Regions from separate parts of the Mus musculus genome. Here region 2 is linked to region 1. Evidence: chromatin contacts called from public HiChIP or PLAC-seq data. All regions are on one chromosome and are shown on one strand. Each heading gives the region's core, a stretch centred on a gene start, on an enhancer-like site or on the middle of the called end of the contact. The rest is flanking DNA. Distances are from core to core; before and after follow the strand shown.

Region 1 (4,039 bases), core at 369-2,868:
GACTGTTCAAGTACAGAGGCCAAGAGGCCAGCCTAGGCAACACAGTAAGACTTGGTTTAAAAAACAAAACTCCAAGTGGACCACTGACCTAATACAAGAACTAAAATAAACAGGGACCAGTCTTTAAGATCAGATTGCGGTGGCACAGGCCTATGATAATCTCAGCACTTGAGAGGTGAAAGCTCCAGGATCAGGAGTCATCCCCCAGCAACACCGTGGAGTTTGACATCAGCCTGGGCTGCAAGGTGAAAGCCTGCCTTCAGATACCTCAGTATCACATGCAAGCTCCTCCAACCCCTCTCTCACTTGTGTGCATGTTTGATTCAGGCTCTCACTGTGTATTTCTGCCTACCCTGGAATTTACTATATAGTCCAAGCTGGCAAGAACTTGTGACAGCCGTCCTGCCTGTTTCCATAGTGCCAGGGTTAGAAGCAGGCATCACCAATGGCAGGTCTAACAATCCAAAATTTAAAAATAGGTCACAGGGTCTGGAGAGACATCTCAGTGGTTAAGACTAGTAGCTGGGCTTCCAGAGGACCAGCATTCAATTCCCAGAACCTTCATGGCAGCTGACAACCATCTGTAACTCCAATTCAAAGGGATCAGACCCCTTCTGATGTCTGAGGGCAGAGGCAGGCAGCCATACTTCCAAGGATATTGTATAAAGCAACAAAAATGTTCAACAAGAAAATCAACACACAAAATGTGATCGCGCGCGCGCGCACGCGCGCGCACACACACACACACACACGCGCCTTTAAAAGGAAGAAAAATATAAACTTGAAGACTGCACTCAGTGAAGCCAGCCAGTTATAAAAAGACAACTTCCATTTGATTCCATCACATGATGGACTTACTCAAAATTTTAGAGACAGAAATTGGTGACAGTGGTGAGCAGATGGGTATGATGTACATAGAGACTTTCAGAACAGCCAGGGTTTTATACAAAGACAGTCTCAGAAAAACAAAAGACGAGTTTGAACAGAACTGTGTGTGACTGCAGTAAACAAGCATGGAAATGGTGTTAATTTGTGTTTTGAAAAAAGAGCTGACAACGACGGTGCCGCTCAGTGATGAGCCCCGAGGCTCAATTTCCAATCTGAGTTGTCACCCCCAGCCCAGCCACAAAAGGGACAATTTTGGCAGAAGAAGAGCGAAAGCAGAGAGGCTCAAGACTCTGAGGCATACGATAGATGTCTGTGCTGGGTAAACGTGACTGCTTAGCCTCTGCGGTCCGGCGACTACAGGAGCCACTCAATCGCTGGGATCAGGACAAGATCCCGGATTGGAAATCTTCTGTACGGATGAGGGACCTGACAGCCAGGGCGACAATTCCGGTCGTGCTTTCCCATTTTAGGTACTACTAGAAACCAGGGTCGCAAACGGAGATTCGGCTCCTCAGTAGACCAGTCTGGAAGCGGCTAACCCCGGTGATAAACGACAGACCCCGTCACCAGGAAGGTCCAGGAAGCTAAAATGACAGCTCGCTGCAAACCGGCCTCTCCATAGTCTAGTTAATCTACGCCCGGAAGTAACGCCCCTCTAAAGTCACTTCCGCCGGCTGTTCTCGCGAGAACTTAGAGCGCTATGTGCCCTGGGTTAAGCGGAAGTCGGGCCTCTTTTTCGTGACGCCTCCCAGGCGCTCGGCTGTGTCAAGATGAAGGTAGGCGTCCCCGGCCAGGGCCGAGTGAGGCCGCCCGAGCCCGAGCGTGCGGCACGGCCTCGGTCCCAGGCTCGCATAAGTCCCGCACTAAGTGGAGAAGGATCCGAGGCGGGAGGGAACTCGTTTTGGCGGCCCTGGGACGCTCTGGGAGAGCGGATGGCGGGCGATTGCAGCGCCGCCGCGGTGGACGTAGCGCCATAGCGGCGCCCGGCTCCGGGCCCGGCACGCGCGGTCCCGAAGCCCCGCTCGCGGCTGGCAGCCTTGCGGCTCTCGAGCCCTCGCCACTCTGCTAGCGGAGGTCTTGAGGGTCGCCCGGCGTCCTCAGCATCCCACAGAGCTCCTGTAAAATGTCCCGTGGATGCGGCGCTTTGCCGGGCGTGGGATCCGAGCCTCGGACGCCCTGCGTTGTCGGCCCGGCTTGGGTCCCTAAGGTTCTCTCTTGTCCCCCTTTAAAACTGTAGCTGAACATCTCCTTCCCCGCCACCGGCTGTCAGAAGCTCATCGAGGTGGATGACGAGCGCAAGCTCCGCACCTTCTATGAGAAGCGCATGGCCACGGAAGTAGCCGCTGATGCTCTTGGTGAAGAGTGGAAGGTAAGGTTGTTACCGGCATCCATGTCCCAGCTTGGCGAGCGCAAGGGCTGTTTTGGGTTAAGTTTCATTAATAGAACCAAGTTTGGGGAAATGGGCCGAAAGGACATGCTTCTTTCTTGCTTGCCGTACGGAATTCAGGGTCTTAAAAAAAGCCTTTCATGTTCATGCTAGTAAAACCGGGGTAGTCAGGGTAAGTCAAAAGGAGAGAGATGGCTAGTTTACCTTAGTTGGAAACGGAGACAAAACGTGAGTGGTTGAAATTGGTCTCAGTTATTCTCCCTAGTCGGGTGTTGAACCTAAGAGGTTAAGAACCTGCACTTAGTAGGTTGGAACTGAACTAGTAAAATGTTGTTATTTTATGTTCAACGCAGGGTTATGTGGTCCGGATCAGCGGTGGGAATGACAAGCAAGGTTTTCCCATGAAGCAAGGTGTTCTGACCCATGGCAGAGTGCGCCTGCTGTTGAGTAAGGGGCATTCCTGTTACAGGCCAAGGAGAACTGGAGAGAGGAAGCGCAAGTCTGTTCGTGGATGCATTGTGGACGCTAATCTCAGTGTTCTCAACTTGGTCATTGTAAAGAAAGGTGAGGCTTTTGTTGAAGCTTGCTTGCTTGTTTATTGAGAGAGATCTGCCTCCTAGGTAGTGGGCATTGGCCCAAGAAGTTGTTTCCCAAGTGATAAACATTTAATGTCTCTATTTTGATTGTTTCTTTAAGGAGAGAAGGATATTCCTGGACTGACAGACACTACTGTGCCTCGTCGGTTGGGACCTAAAAGGGCTAGTAGAATCCGCAAGCTTTTTAATCTCTCCAAAGAAGATGATGTCCGCCAGTATGTTGTCAGGAAGCCCTTAAACAAAGAAGGTAATGGATTTGGGGGGGGGGTGTATTGTGCTACTGCTGCAGCTTTGCTTGCCAGCCCGGAGTCTGGCTTACCAGACTTTATGTTCATGGCTTTGGGGTTAGGAATGGCCAGGATTCTGAGATTACGAAGGCATTCTCATTTTAATACATTTGAAAATCCTTTAAAGCACTTGATGTATATGTAGGGGCTAGAGGACAACTTGCAGGAGAGGATTTTGGAGAGACCGGGTTCTAAGCTGGTGTTTTGGACTTACTGATGACTGGCTCTCGTATTTGTCACCTCTGGGACATAGATTATGGAAGTCAGGAAAAACACTTAAACGTAAGAAAAAATACTATGTGTTAGGCAGCATACTCATTAATGAAGAGTACAGCATCAGGTACACGATGTTACTGTGTCTGTAGGACATGGCTTGTATGTGAGATACAAATAACTCAGGACTGTGGACTTGTACATGTACTAATTAGAGTGGTACTAAAGGAAACGTGTAACTCAGTTGACAAGAGGTTTAAAAATGGTCCATTTCCCCTCATGGACAGAGTGGCTGACCTGTAGCAGAACTTGACTATCCCAGCTTATTTACAAGGGTCCATGAGCTGAGATGACAGCAAGTTTCTGTTCCTAAAGAGACCTGTAATGTGGAGTAAGTGTAAATTCAAAAGGCTAAAACAAATTTTAAAAGTTCTAATAGTAGGCAGAGTCCATCTAAAAGTAGGATTCAAGCATAAATGAAAAAGAATGCAGACCATAGGGTCAGAGTAATACTTTAAAAAAAGGTTTTGAGGACAACACAGGCCTTGGATGAATGGTGGGGGTTGAATGGGGCCTTAGGTGTGCCTGGCTTGAGTTACACCACTGCATAGTCATCCAGCATGGGTGCTGAGAAGTGATTGCTCATCTGGATTTTTAGGTAAGAAGCC
Region 2 (4,136 bases), core at 142-2,641, 42 kb before region 1:
CCCAATGCTGTGGCCCTTTGATACAGGGCCTCATGTTGTGGAGACCCCCAGCCACAAAATTATTCCATTGTTACTCTGTAACTGTAACTTTGCTACTGTAATGAATTATTATGTAAATATCTGATGTGCAGGGTGTCAGATATGTGACTAGGTCACAACTCACAGGTGGAGAACCACTGTGCACTGAATACTGTTAGGTCACAGATGAGCCACATCTAAAAGCCATCCTCTCTGCTTCTAGGAGCTGATGGCTGGGAATCAAAGACTGAAAACATTTAGCTAGGAAAATGGTTAAGCCACAACCAACCTACGTCTCTAGGGAGGCAGTGACTTCCCTGCTTCTGTCTTTCTGTGTTTTATCAGATCTGCAGGACTTGACAAATCCTTTCTTTATAAGCCAGACACAGTAGCATAGAGTATAATCCCAGAACTTGGAAGGTATAGGCAGGAGGATCAGGACTTCAAGACCAATCTCAACTACTTAACATAACCTGTCTCAAAAAAAAAAAAAAAATCTGTAAAGGGTCTGAAGTATTTTCAGTTTTGCGGGTCCTAAGCTCCTTGCCCCAGCCACTCAGCTCTGCCTTTATAAAGTTAAGTTCAGAAACGGGCATGCCTACATACTCATAAAACTTCCCAGAATCCATTTAGCCCCACGCAGTTCTACCAGGTCAAAGCGGATGACTTTTATGAGACACCAGAGACCATTAATAAAGAATAAACATTACTACTTAAAAAAGAAAAAAATTCCTATGTGCCCAGCCTACAAAACTAGAGGTTTTGTGAAAAAAAAAAATCAAATAAGGTATTTCCTGGCAACGTGTAGGTGTAGCATGAAGTGGGGCTTTGTCTTGACAGGATCTTAACTTGATAGACGGCTGGCCTTCAGGGAAGTGGAGCCAGCCAGAAGCGGCCGACGTGATCCTGAGCACGCTGCTTCCTCTCTCCGGGGACTCTGTTTCTCATCTATAGAGCAAAAAGGCCCTGGCCCAACCACTCTCAGAGGCCTCTTCCATGACTTAAATTAGGGAGAGCATGATTGTCCTGTACTTTCTGTTATTTGTCAGAATTTGTTTTGGCCAAGAGCCCTGGAACAGGTCACCGTTAGGAAATGGATTGGAATGAAGTTCTATTATAAAAAACTCAAAAAGCATTGACCCTTCAAAATACAGATTTATCTTCTAAAGAGGAAAGGCATTTATCATCAAGGCACAGGAAGTCATTGATCAAGCTGCCAACCTTCTGACTGGAATGAGCAGGCTCGGTAGCCCTGAACCAGAGGGGAACAGCCCTATGTGAAAGGAAGCAGGCAGCAAATGATCAGGAGCCTCGTGTTTTCTTCCTGACAGACCAGAACTTTTCAGCTACCGGAAGCAAGGCTGCCTGTCCAGCATGAGGTCAGCACAGCCAGCAGCACCAGGCTCATGGCCTCTCGGGCACTGGTCAACTCTCCCTGCAAGCCACGGCTAGCGGGGCATTTTGCTGGTCTCTTTCTGATCCCTCCATCTTCTCTCTTTGTCACAGGACAAGCCCATGTGTTTCCTTATCCTCTCACCATATACCATGTCTGTACGTTGTTTTACCCTCTGGGCTTCACACACACACACACACACACACACACACACACACACACACACACACACCTTTCAATTGGAAACATATAAGCAGAGACTTGAAGGCTAGAGATACAGCTGAGTTAATATAGTGCTTTTCTAGCATGCACGAAGCCTCAGGGTCCATCCCTTATGCCTCAAAACCTGCGTGTGCTTGTACACATTTGTGATCCTAGTCCATGAAAGGAGGAGACAGGAGGATTAGAAGGTCAAAGCCATCCTCAGATAGCAAGCTTGGAGTCACCCTGGGACGGATGAGACTGTATTTCAAAGAAAGGAAGGAAGAAAGGAAAGAAGGAAGAGAGGAGAGGAGAGGAGAGGAGAGGAGAGGAGAGGAGAGGAGAGGAGAGGAGAGGAGAGGAGAGGAGAGGAGAGGAGAGGAGAGGAGAGGAGAGGAGAGGAGAGGAGAGGAGAGGAGAGGAGAGGAGAGGAGAAGAAAAGGGAGAGGAGAAGAGGGAAGGGGGAAGAGAGGGAAGAAAAGAAAATTTCAAAGTATAGCGCCTCCCAAACCCAGTGGAATGGAAGCTCCAATCACAGGTTACAAAGAGGAATACAGTAATTAAAAGCACAGACATTTCAGATGGACAGATGGACTCACAAATGCACTGTTCAGTGTCTGTGGGGCCTTCATAAGACGCTTAACTCTTCTAGACTTTCCCACTGCAACTGAACCACTAACGCCCATGACATTCTTGAGAGCACAACAGTGCTTAATACAGAGCTCAGGTGTGTAATGTGCCAATAAGAAAAAAATACTATGTTAATAATGTCACTACTTGAGCAATAATCTGAGCATTTGGGAGGCTGAAGCAGGAGGATTGCTTTGAGTTGAGGCCAAGTAGACTCAGAGTGTGACCATGCCTCAAAATGAAACAGAACAAAGCAAACAAGACAGAAAAAAAAAATGTTACTGCTGATAATATCTCCTGACGGAGAGCAGGCTGGCCAGCCATTGTAATTCCCTTGAGGCTCCATATAAGACTGCCAAATAGTTTAAAGGCACAAGCTTTAGGAGACAGTGGCAGACACCTCCCCATACTCGGTCCAGAGGGAGTGGAGGAATGTGCTGGACGACAAGGACATCCTGTGCACACGCACAATTTTGCAACCAGTCGAAGTAAACAGAGGTCACACGGCCATCAGAAAGCCAGCCCAGCCCAGCCTACTAGAGCAAGAGTCACCAGAGGCCCTAGGTATTAGAGAGCCAGAAATTTCCAGAATTGAGGGGCCGTGACAGTGTGTGTTCTAACTGTGATGACAGGTGGTCCCGACAGCCCACAGAGTCTCGTGTGAGCACTCACGGTGACTGAACTCTTAGAACCCCTTTTTCCGTATTCCCCAAACACAAATCTAGCAACCCAACTTCCTGACCATTAATAATAAAGAAGCTGTTACTGTTACCATTAGCTACCCCTTAAAGAGGAGGTTTAACTGATCCTGTTTTTTATATTTAGTACTTGATACTGTCACCTTTACTCCTGTAAAGTGAGGCAGATTTTTATGAAGGATAAAACCATGTCCATAAACTCTGAGATGTCCCTTGAGATGGCTAGGACTCACTAGTGTCGACCATGAGAAAGCAAACATGGCTACTTAAAGCAGCCAGCCCTTGCTATCCAATATGCTACAGTACTTGGCCTGGAAGGGCCTCAGGGAGCTCACCCAGTGAGCATCAGGCCCGGATACTTTAAGCTTCCAGCCTTCCATGTGCTAAGACAGGCAGGACCTAGCCTGCTTCTTGGCCACTCAAGACACTAAAAACAAAGTGGACTCCCAAATGAAGGCTGGCTATAGGTTTTGTAAGAATGAATCATAATAGTACATGTGAGGGTTATTTGTAAAGCATATTCCAGTAGCCTATAATAACCCCCACCTTTTTTTTTTTGCTTACTTTGTCTGAAAATAAAAAAATATCTAAATTTATAAATAGTTGAGTGTATATTCTGAAGAGTCCTAGGATTTCTAAGTAAAATGAGACTGTGTTTTTTCCTAACCTATCGTATTGGTATGATGAACACTAACTTTCTATAGATAGTGTTATCTTTGGTGCTGTTTAGTTTCTGTCAACTAGACTCACTTGAGAAGAAACCTTAGCTGAGAAGGTAACCCCATCCAGTTGGTTGGTAGCAGGCCTTTGAAGGCATTTTCTTGATTAATGATTGATGGAGAGTTGGGCCTAGCCCACTCTGGGATGTTGGGCAGGGGATACTGGGAGGTCTAAGGAATGTAGTTGACTGTAAGCCTGGGAACAGGCTAGAAAGCAGCCTTTCACCAGTCTCTGTTTTAGCCTGGAGACCTGCTCTGACTTCCTTTCATGGTGGAATACAAGCATAAGCTGAAAAAAACCCTTCCCCTGACCCACAGAAACCTAATTAGGACATCTTGTAAATATATATCCAGATTTCTATTTTATAGCGGCTTCTAGCACTAAGTCCTCATTCTCTGAGAAGCAAGTGTAGTGGCTATTCCTGGTTGTCAACTTGACAATATTTGGAATGAACTACAATCCGGAATTGGAAGGCT

What was found. HiChIP or PLAC-seq counts read pairs in DNA pulled down with a chosen protein or histone mark.
Region 2: an H3K27ac HiChIP or PLAC-seq map of microglia shows a contact between it and region 1, with 2.8 times the contacts expected there. The contact joins the enhancer-like site here to the promoter of Rps6 in region 1. A contact is called at or near these places in 2 of 15 datasets of contacts at CTCF or cohesin (CD8 T cells and the NIH/3T3 cell line), 10 of 484 Hi-C or Micro-C datasets (CD4 T cells, CD8 T cells, the G1E-ER4 cell line and 4 more), 12 of 115 datasets of contacts at active chromatin or transcription factors (CD8 T cells, the SCID.adh cell line, embryonic stem cells and 6 more) and 3 of 9 other capture datasets (adipose tissue, liver and pancreatic islet).

What each region holds. Positions count from the first base shown.
Region 1 is chr4:86,854,946-86,858,984 of GRCm38.p6, reverse strand. It overlaps Rps6 (ribosomal protein S6), which reads left to right and starts at 1,618. Exons shown (of 5, transcript NM_009096.3): 1 at 1,618-1,664; 2 at 2,126-2,257; 3 at 2,629-2,839; 4 at 2,972-3,118; 5 at 4,030-4,039. The coding sequence starts at 1,659.
Region 2 is chr4:86,896,151-86,900,286 of GRCm38.p6, reverse strand. The region is part of intron 3 of Acer2 (alkaline ceramidase 2); the gene reads right to left. Among named protein-coding and RNA genes, the nearest start is that of Acer2, 24 kb to the right of the region's middle. Within about 2 kb of position 1,391, at least 54 of the 459 cell types and tissues checked have an H3K27ac peak or open chromatin away from gene starts, as enhancers often do. A contact at or near this core is called in adipose tissue, liver, microglia and 1 more, where this site is marked.